2 separate regions of the Anas platyrhynchos genome follow, and region 1 is linked to region 2. Evidence: chromatin contacts called from public Hi-C data. All regions are on one chromosome and are shown on one strand. The core of a region is the stretch at or near the end of the contact, and the rest is flanking DNA. Distances in the headings are between cores, read along the strand shown. Region 1 overlaps SYBU (syntabulin). Region 2 has its middle 9.5 kb from the start of SYBU.

Region 1 (4,624 bases), core at 1,869-4,368, 51 kb before region 2:
TAAGCTAGTTATTGACTATGCTGAAAATTGGACTCCTGTTTTTTTTAGCAGTTCATTTTTCTCTAATTACAGGCAACAGAAGATAGCAGAAAGGGAAAAACGAGCAGCAGAACAACAGCGGAAGAAGATGGAGAAAGAGGCCCAAAGGCTAATGAAAAAAGAACAAAACAAAATTGGTGTAAAACTGTCCTAACAGAAACGACGCATCGGTGGCAGTGCCAGTGGGAAAAGAGAATTCCAGCTCTACAACATGCGTATTGGTATTGATATAAGTATTTCCAGGACTTCAGCACACTGCTCGGTTTCAATGCATTCTTCAGGTCATTCTTGGAAGCCAGAATTCTCCCAAAGTATCTTGAACTGCTAGTAGATGATTCTTTAAGGAGGAAAACAAAATCACAAAAAACAAAACACACACACAAAGTCATGCCTTGGTGAAATGAAGTTTCCTACAATAGTTCTATTCTAATACCCTTCTTTGCAGCAAAATTGATTGAGCAAGGATGTTGATTGAGAGAGACTCCTAATGAACAGCTCAAGCCTAGAGAAAAGAATGTAAATATTCAGTGGTGGGGAACCTACTGTATTGTCTGTGCTTACCTGAAACATGTAATTAAACAGTTTTAAATAACCCTTTGCTTCCTACTTGATACCAAAATGTCTGCTTTTGCCTTTTATAAAAGTATATATAAATACCTCAGTTTTATGCTGGAGAGATTTTGGAGGGAGTCCTGATGCGGTGCCAGTATTGTGCAGCAGCAGACACAACCCTGGTGTGATACCACTGCTGTTCTAGCTACACGTGCAGAGCACAGCACTGCATGGGCTGCTGCAGGGAAAGTTAGCTCCATCCCAGCCAGACCCAGCACAACATCATGCAGAAGATGATGACCTGTTATGGGTGACCTGCGGCTCTACGTGTACTCCTGGTGTGCTGTGGTAGAGGAGAGGTTACAGCTGAATGCTTCGCTGGGTTTCTCATCACTTCGGCACTTGCAGCTTCCTGTGTTACCGCACCCATTTACAACACTGTGGTGGCTACAGGCAGTGGTATCGCTGCACAACAGGGGCATGTTCTGCTCCCTGAGTGCAGGGGAGTGATTTAATTGTTTCTTGTGCAAGAAATACGTATTACCAATACAAAATTGTTACTTCCTACAGTTAGGAAAAAAATCCTGACGTCTCCTAGTCATTGCATAGGTAGTATAGTTGGGGAAAAAAAAAGTCTTAATAAAGTTAGTTTGGAAATTCTCAGTTCAGTTACCAGCACTCCTTGGATTCCCTTTATGTAGAGGTAGACTTCAGTGGTAGGTGGCACTGGCACAGGCTGCCCAGAGAAGCTGTGGATGCCCCATCCCTGGAGGTGCTCAAGGCCAGGCTGGATGGGGCTTTGGGCAACCTGGGCTGGTGGGAGGTGTCCCTGCCCATGGCAGGGGGGTGGGACTGGATGGGCTTTAAGGTCCCTTCCAACCCAAACCAAACTACACTGTTATCTCTGGAGCCATGATTCAATGGTGTGGGTTTGTATCTTGTAATTCACCTGTGAAAATTCACAGGTAAGTGAATTTTCACTTCTGTGCCTGAGACTTGTTCCCCATGCATACAGGGAACTATAAAGTTGCGAAAGAGTGGGGCTGGGTGGGAGCTTGCCTATGGTGTGCCCAGAAAAACAAAATTTCTAACTAAGTTGCAGGTTCTGACACGGGTTTTGCTTGAAAGATAATTAAGATAGCAAGGTCTTAGTGACTGGAAAGTTCTTAGCAAAAATGTTTGTTCTGCTTGTTGTGTTCCTTAAAGTCTTGCACAAGTTGACTGATTTGATAGAAATCTCAAATATGATGTCCTTGAGAACTGTTCAATTTCAAAATGCATTTTAGAAGGCAACAATATTCACTTTCATCCTTATTTTTTCTGTACAAGGGCTCTGGCTGGAGCAGAACAGATGGCTATATGCTCTGCAGACTGTACAACTGCGTGGCAAGTAAATCTTAGAGGGAACACTGGTAAAGTACCTGACTGGTGAGGTGAATGGGAGATAAGGGAATGGCTGGGAATAAGATTTAATAAAAATAGGTGTCTGTACTTTTAACCACACTGGTGAAGCGAGGCCCTCTGTGTCCTAACTTTCTTACACCTCCCAATACGGAGCTGAGACACCCTCAGGATGTGCTCGGTTTCTTTCCCTCCTGCTGCTGCAGGTCCTCCTTCCTCTCCACGCAGCCTCCTGGCTGTGCCCTTTATTTTCCCTTCGCTGGGAGCCAAACCTTCCTTGTTACTGCTGACTCTGGAGGACCGGCCTGCTGGGAGGGCTGGAAAATCCTCCTGTCCTTGGCTCTGCTGCAGTGTTCGTATCTGAAATGCCACGTGTTCATTTGTCTGAAGGGTTTTGGAACAAAATACTCATTTGGTCTCCTCATGTAGGACACGACGCAACTAAAGCAGGACTTTTGTTTGAGTGTGTGGCTGCAGTCTGGGATGTGGAAGAGGTAGCTGCTGGGGCGGAGGAAAGAAACAACTGAGTGGTCAGGAGCTAAATCAGCCTCGTGAGTGCGGGCACGGTGAGAGTGCAGCTTGTGGTAGGGCAGGTGCCTCTTGGCTGAGCACTAAAGAAAGTGGGGTTAGGAAGAGAAGTGTGTGATGGGGTTATCAGCAGCTGTCCCTGCGGCCTGGGAAGGATCTGTCATTCCCGTGCTATCCTGGAAGCCCCCTGCTGCTTCACCCCTTGCTGGTGAGCTGCTCGTCCTCCCCAGCTGCGTGATTTGAGGCAAAGATCTCTAGTGCTCTACTGGTATGGACATGAATTATTTCTAAATTAGGAGAAAAACAGGACTTTGCAGTGAGCTTTCTGCAGGCTGATGGTCCTCCTAGCTGCTCCGTGCAGCACCAGGGGAATGCAGCTGAGACGTGTCAAAGATCAAAGCTGAGTATTAGAGGCATTAAAAGCAAATGAAGATGGCATGTCTGCAGCTCAGCTGCTGTGTCCTCTGTGGATAGGGTAACAATGGCCATTTCCCCAGTCTGGGATTACAGCACTTATCTTGGTACTTCAGGCCTCTTACACAAGCACCGCGAGCTGTCCATCTCCTGGCAGTACAGCAGAAGGCAGAAGTGAGCTGAATTTTGGGTAGAGATCACAGCAAGGATTTTCTTTGGGTAGGTGATGGGAGCTCTGCAGCTCCTCGCTGAGCATAGCTGAATGGCTCCTGAGAGCTGAGCGAAGATTTTTTAAGGGCAGGAAGCAACTTTGCCATTATTCTAATGTTCGTGCCTCCTACCTTTTAAACAACCTGTTTACAACCACTGCTGCTACGTGGAGCCTGCCCAAAACAGGGTGTGAAGTGACTTGAGCCTGTTGAAATTTTAAACTTAAGCATGGGGAGGTTTGTGCTGCTTTGTTTCCTGCTTGCTACAGAAGAAACCTGGGTAGTCACAGGTGAATGTCTCTCCTGGAACTGGAGATCACTTTCTGCTCTAAGCTATGCTGCATTTCCCCACCACTCAAAGTGAAGAGCACTTAAACAACAGCAGATGTAACAGAGCAACCCAGAATTGTAATAAAGACATTAACACTGGGGCTAAGAATTCAGTCCATTTGACTTGAACAGACATTTTAAAATAGGAATTAGGCATTCTCCATTATGTTTTTTTCATTCAAACAGGAGACATTTAGGAATGGTGGGGTAAAAATAAGGCTACCTGTTTCTGTTAGTACAGCGTGGGTGCGGCCACAGACCAAGCGGAGCCTCCTCCTGCGGAGCGCTTCCTCTTGGAGCTGTGATTAGTTGTTCCTCACCCTAACTCTCTTCTCAGGGTCCCGATGGTTCCTTATGCCCTCACATGGAGCCTCCTTTGGCTATGTATGTGATACCTCATCTGAAACGGAGCATTTTTAACAGCTTTGCCACAATAAGACACTCGTACAGTGGTAAATTTTCTAACATGCTTTAATGAAATTGTGATTATAAAGGTAATTTATAATAAAGCTATTAAATAAACAATAAGTTAAAACACGATACATTTATAGATGGTATTTCACATGGCTCGAAAGACTATCAGGTTCCAATACATTAAGACTTTAAAACAACATTAATATTCAGAGTGTATCCACCCCTATATTTACCATTGTAACACGTTTCAAGACTCCCCCCCACTTACCATTTTTGGTTACAGTCCCCTCATACGTACAAGGCTAGTGGAATGCTCGAGCAACTGCAGGATTTGGAAGACCACTACACAAGACAGGCATGAACGATGTGCTAGAAGCTGCCTGGGAAATATGGATTGTTTTTTTTTAATTGAATTGACGTTTCAGACAACAAATGGAAAGCGCTAGCATGCTTTCTAGAGTACAGGTGTGATACACTTAGGGGAAACGAGCCTTCATCTTACTTAACGCTACAGTTTCACAAATGCTTTAGGTTAGTGCTGCCTGGAGAAATACCCCACCTTCCTCTTGCCATTTGTTCCCAGATGCATCACATGCTGCCCTTCAGCCAGTGCACAATGTTTGTGCGTTTGCTCAATGAATCAGGCAGGGAAACTGAGCTTAAACTAACTCAGCAAGCGAACCCGAAACGGTGCTAGCTGTAATTCTGCTCGCTGCCCCTGATCCTGTTCACTGGGC
Region 2 (4,409 bases), core at 447-2,946:
TATGATTTCCCATGCTCACTGTATGGAGTACAAATCCATCTGAACTGTCACTGACATAAGGAAAAACAGCATAAATGGTATACAGCTATCAATGTCTGTTTCTGTTAAACTTAAGGAAAGAGCTGAAATCGTGTTAGCAGAGCATATAATTTGAGCTCAGGATAACTGAATTGGATTTTTACCACATTTCACATGTAACGGTAATGAAAAATTGTTAAAACTGAGGCCTTTTATCTTGATAATGTCCTTTTAAATGACAAAAACATGAACAATACTTCCCCTCTCCAAATTTTAAGAAGTAAGAATCTCACAAATTCTTTTATCCTAGCTATCATGTTAAGTACTGGATTAGTCCTTCTGGGGTTACTTTAATAATAAAATTAAGGATATAAATGAATTTGTTCAGTACTGAGGTCCTGTGTTGAACAACTAGAAATTTATATATGCATATTTATGTTCATGAAAACATCAATAGCACCAAAGAGGAACCAGAAACACGATGAGCTCTTTATTCAGCTGATGATATATCTTAGTCTTATCCTTCTAAGCCTGACCTTTCTTCCAACAAGTTCACAGTACCATAGTTATTCTGCGCTTCTTCCTCTGTTTTTATTGGTGTTCTTGGCTAGATACTTGCCCAACACTGACCTGCTCAGAGGTACTCTCAGAGCGGGATTAGAGTCTGAGCTATGCCTGCAAGCACGGACAAGGCCTTTTGGTCTAATTTTTCCAGTATCTACTGCAATGTGGTCTTGAGCAGGGCCTTGAAATACTACTTCAGTATTAACAACAGATGATAGTATTAATGGGAGTAAATGATAAAGCTCAATGCCTTCAACGTAATAAAGATTGCTGTGAGGCCATCTGTGAGACTGTAAATTCTTCAAGCTATTAAGCAGATTGTTGTATTCGTTGGCAGATTTTAAATCACTGGAGAAAAGATTTTGGAGAAGAGTGTTTGTGGTTTGTTTGGGTGCATGGTTCTTGCCAGATGCATTTCTGGTTGATAACATCCCCAATATGAATGAGTGGTTGTTACGATCCTCACACTTCCTGTCAATAGAATAATTGTGCTATTTGGGACACTTCTAAAGCAAATGCCACGTTTTTATTTAGTTATCCACTTTCTATGGTACTATAGAACTACTGGTACTATATTTTGCATAACTGTCAGTAAACAGCAGTGAAACTGCTTTGATACAAAGGCTTAGAAAGTTTCTGAGAACCCTGAATAAATATGCAAAGGGAAGAAGTACAGCTCTCCACTTCCAGGAAAAGCTGTGTGTTTGTAGGACTGCCAGACTCTTACTGTGGTTTGTAAATACCAAGAAGAGAAAATGAGATTTTTAATCTTCATTTAGCATTTAATTTGATCATTTTATGTTATTAGTTTGTGATCATACTTGCATTTTCTCTAAAAGTAGAGAAGATAAGCAAGAAAATATTTCCTACTGATCGTGAATGATCAACCATGTCACATACATTGTTGATTTATGGTCTGGTTATTTAGTTGAAAAATTGATCCAGTTTGAGCCATGAATTTATATTGTGCGTGATATTGAAAGACTGCACCAAGCTTGCTCACCTCTTTGCTCACACTCAGCTGCTTCACAGATGTTGCCCTGCTCTGGACGAGGCCCCAGGCTACAGCCCAGTGTGATGGCAAAACTCCTGCTGAGATCTGCCTTGGCTCATGTGGTGTTGTTCTGAACTCGCTGGAGGCACACGGCCAGCAAGCTCCAGTGGACTGGGGATTGCCTCAGAGTCCCCTTGGATTACAGGCCCTAAATGCCCTGTATTAAAACAAGCAGTGTGAAGCAGATCCTGGTCCTGTTTTGCTTTCACTTGCAAAAAACAAATAAGCTGCCTTGTAAGGTTTGTTACACAAAGTGGCAGGGAAGGGATCTGTGTAGGGGATGGGGACAAACAGGAAGCCTGTCTGAGCTGATTTAATGTCCTGTTCCCTGTGGGTACTCCCATGGTGACAGGATAGGCTCCCTCCAGGGGTGCAGTGCCCCTGGGCACAGCTGGCAGAGCTGGCTTCCAGCATCTCCAGCTGCAGTGCAGAGCAGGTGCAAGGCCTGTCTCACTTCAGGAAAGACTAATGGGTAAGGCCAAGTAAGTCCGAAATATAATTCAGTCTTGTGGTCCCCATATATCCATAATGACCAGAACAGCTGAAAGGCCTTGCCCTTCAGTGCCTGCCAGGCTAATCTTTGAAAATCATCTACAGGGGAATTCTCGATCCTAGGAGTAACTCATAAATCCAATCTTTGTGCACCCATTGGTGATGGGAATATCAGAAGCTTTAAAATCCTCATTAGTAATAACATCTGTTATTAAAGCTACCTATTTTCTACATTTGTTTTCTTGATATTCTTGTAGTTTGCTATGTTCATCTAGACCTCAATCACTGAGCCTTCTAACTGGTTTGGGGGAGAATCAATGCAGAGTCAACCTCTTAGTTTCAAAACTGTCATTTTTTCCTTTGTAAAAGTGTATTAAATGCATTAAAGTGTAGTAACTGATAGATTCTTTTTTTCTTACTCCTTATGCCTGTCAATCTTTGTCATTTTCTTGGCTATATTTAATATCGCTATTTTATAAATCAGCATGAGAGACTATCATTGTTGCTTACTGTCGCCTTGAATTAAGAGCTTATAGCAGTAAAAAGCACCCACTCAACCCACTGGATGCATTAGTCTTGTCTTCTCAAGAAATGCACATTTAACCCATGTCAACACGTGAGCCCATAAATCTGTGAGGCTGATGCAAGAAGGACTGCCATCAAGTTCATCAGCAGTTATGCACTGGCAACTCTGCAGGATCTGGCCTCAGTCCAGAATTAAAATTACATCACTACTGGAAGATGACTTTAAAAAATCTGCATAAACAATACCCAAATAATACCCAGTGATACCATTTTTTATGGTATCAGTAGAGTTAAAAGAAACATACTTCTAAACTAAACTCTAGAGAGAACTTGTGACAAAATGAAATACAGCCTGCTGAAACCTACTGTAAGCAAATACCACAAACTATGCCAACCCATTATATTAGTTTCTCTGTAAAAGTAAGCCCAAATAAGAAGAAAGGACTTGCATATTCCTATCACCATTGTTTTTAAATGGTACATCCATGAAGAAAGTTGGTGATCGTGTGTTTAAAAAAAACAACACACCAAACATTAAACCATACTCTGCAAATATCTAATACACACAGTAGATCTATCTAAATACCTAAATATCTAATCAATACAGTTTCAGGGGCTTGTTTTTTTATGAGGAAAAAATAGAAGTGAATATCAAATACGCTTCCTAATCCTACTCAGTAATATTTAGAGACCCTGCTTTTATTTCAGAATTTCATTTTCATTATGTTTTAAATTTTCTTCGGCTCCTCTGATCCAGTGTAAGATACAGGCACATTTTCTACTTTTCATTTAGAAAAGCTATGGTGTAATGCATCTTCTATTTGCAGCAAAGCATCGAAAAATGGGATTAATGCTTACTTCATGCCAAGTACGTTATAACATTTATAAATGTAAATGGATTTCTATGGACACCTCTGAAGTGGTGAGGTTATATGTACTTGAAACATCAGCTGTGGTGTACATGTGTCAAAAACAGGAGCTCCTGATATTCTCTTGCCAAAAGACACTAAGCTTTGTAGGCTTGTCTAAGAAAAATGAGGCTGACAACTGATCTAGGATCACAGCCTCCTGGCTCAGGGCCCTTGGTGCAATTTCTCATCAGATATTCCAGTGCTTTTTCAAACATTCATTTTCCGTAACCTGACCTCAACCTCCTGCGAGAAACTCCCTTCTCCACTGCAGCAGATGAAACTGGCCATGACTGGAGGATACAGAGTCTGATAACATGGGGGATTTTATCTTTACAGTTTGTCAGAACACTCTACCAACAGTTTTGCTTTCAGAGCTGAGTTAGACTTTTTCTTTAAAGAACCTTTTGTTTTTGCCAACTGGCAATCTTCACAAATATTCAATTTGTTTTGCCAACTGGCAATCTTCACAAATATTCAATGTTAGCAATGCTTCAACAGCAGTACAAATATCTCAAGGGTTTTATATCTATATTCTTCCGAAGTGTGTATATTGGTTTATATGTAGCCCCCACTATTGTATACTGGAATGTATCTTTCCATTGTACCTCACTAAACTTGTTCTTCACAGTCTATCATCAGTTAACATTACACACAAGGCACTTAGCCAACCCAGTCTAATTCCACCAAAAGTTAACTGGATTTGGGTAATTTTTTGCATCACCTAGCAAATCATTCAGTTCATTTTCAGGGCTCCCTTTTTTATCGTTTCCCAGTTTATGTAGAATTTCTTACTGTTGTGGCATATAGTAAATCAGGAACGTGTATATGAAGAATACAAGGTGAAG

The links. A called contact is a pair of places that touch in the nucleus more often than the background predicts.
Region 1: a contact with region 2 is called in a Hi-C map of subcutaneous adipose tissue, with 1.7 times the contacts expected there. The contact joins two enhancer-like sites. A contact is called at or near these places in 3 of 8 Hi-C or Micro-C datasets (F5 follicle, skeletal muscle and subcutaneous adipose tissue).

The regions. Positions count from the first base shown.
Region 1 is chr2:18,247,460-18,252,083 of IASCAAS_PekinDuck_T2T, reverse strand. SYBU (syntabulin) reads right to left here. Exons shown (of 7, transcript XM_027452617.3): 7 at 3,927-4,624. It overlaps EBAG9 (estrogen receptor binding site associated antigen 9), which reads left to right. Exons shown (of 6, transcript XM_038174423.2): 6 at 73-631. The coding sequence ends at 193. Among named protein-coding and RNA genes, the nearest start is that of EBAG9, 20 kb to the left of the region's middle. Within about 2 kb of position 3,118, at least 4 of the 8 cell types and tissues checked have an H3K27ac peak or open chromatin away from gene starts, as enhancers often do. A contact at or near this core is called in F5 follicle and subcutaneous adipose tissue, where this site is marked.
Region 2 is chr2:18,195,153-18,199,561 of IASCAAS_PekinDuck_T2T, reverse strand. No RefSeq gene overlaps it. Among named protein-coding and RNA genes, the nearest start is that of SYBU, 9.5 kb to the left of the region's middle. Within about 2 kb of position 1,696, at least 4 of the 8 cell types and tissues checked have an H3K27ac peak or open chromatin away from gene starts, as enhancers often do. A contact at or near this core is called in F5 follicle and subcutaneous adipose tissue, where this site is marked.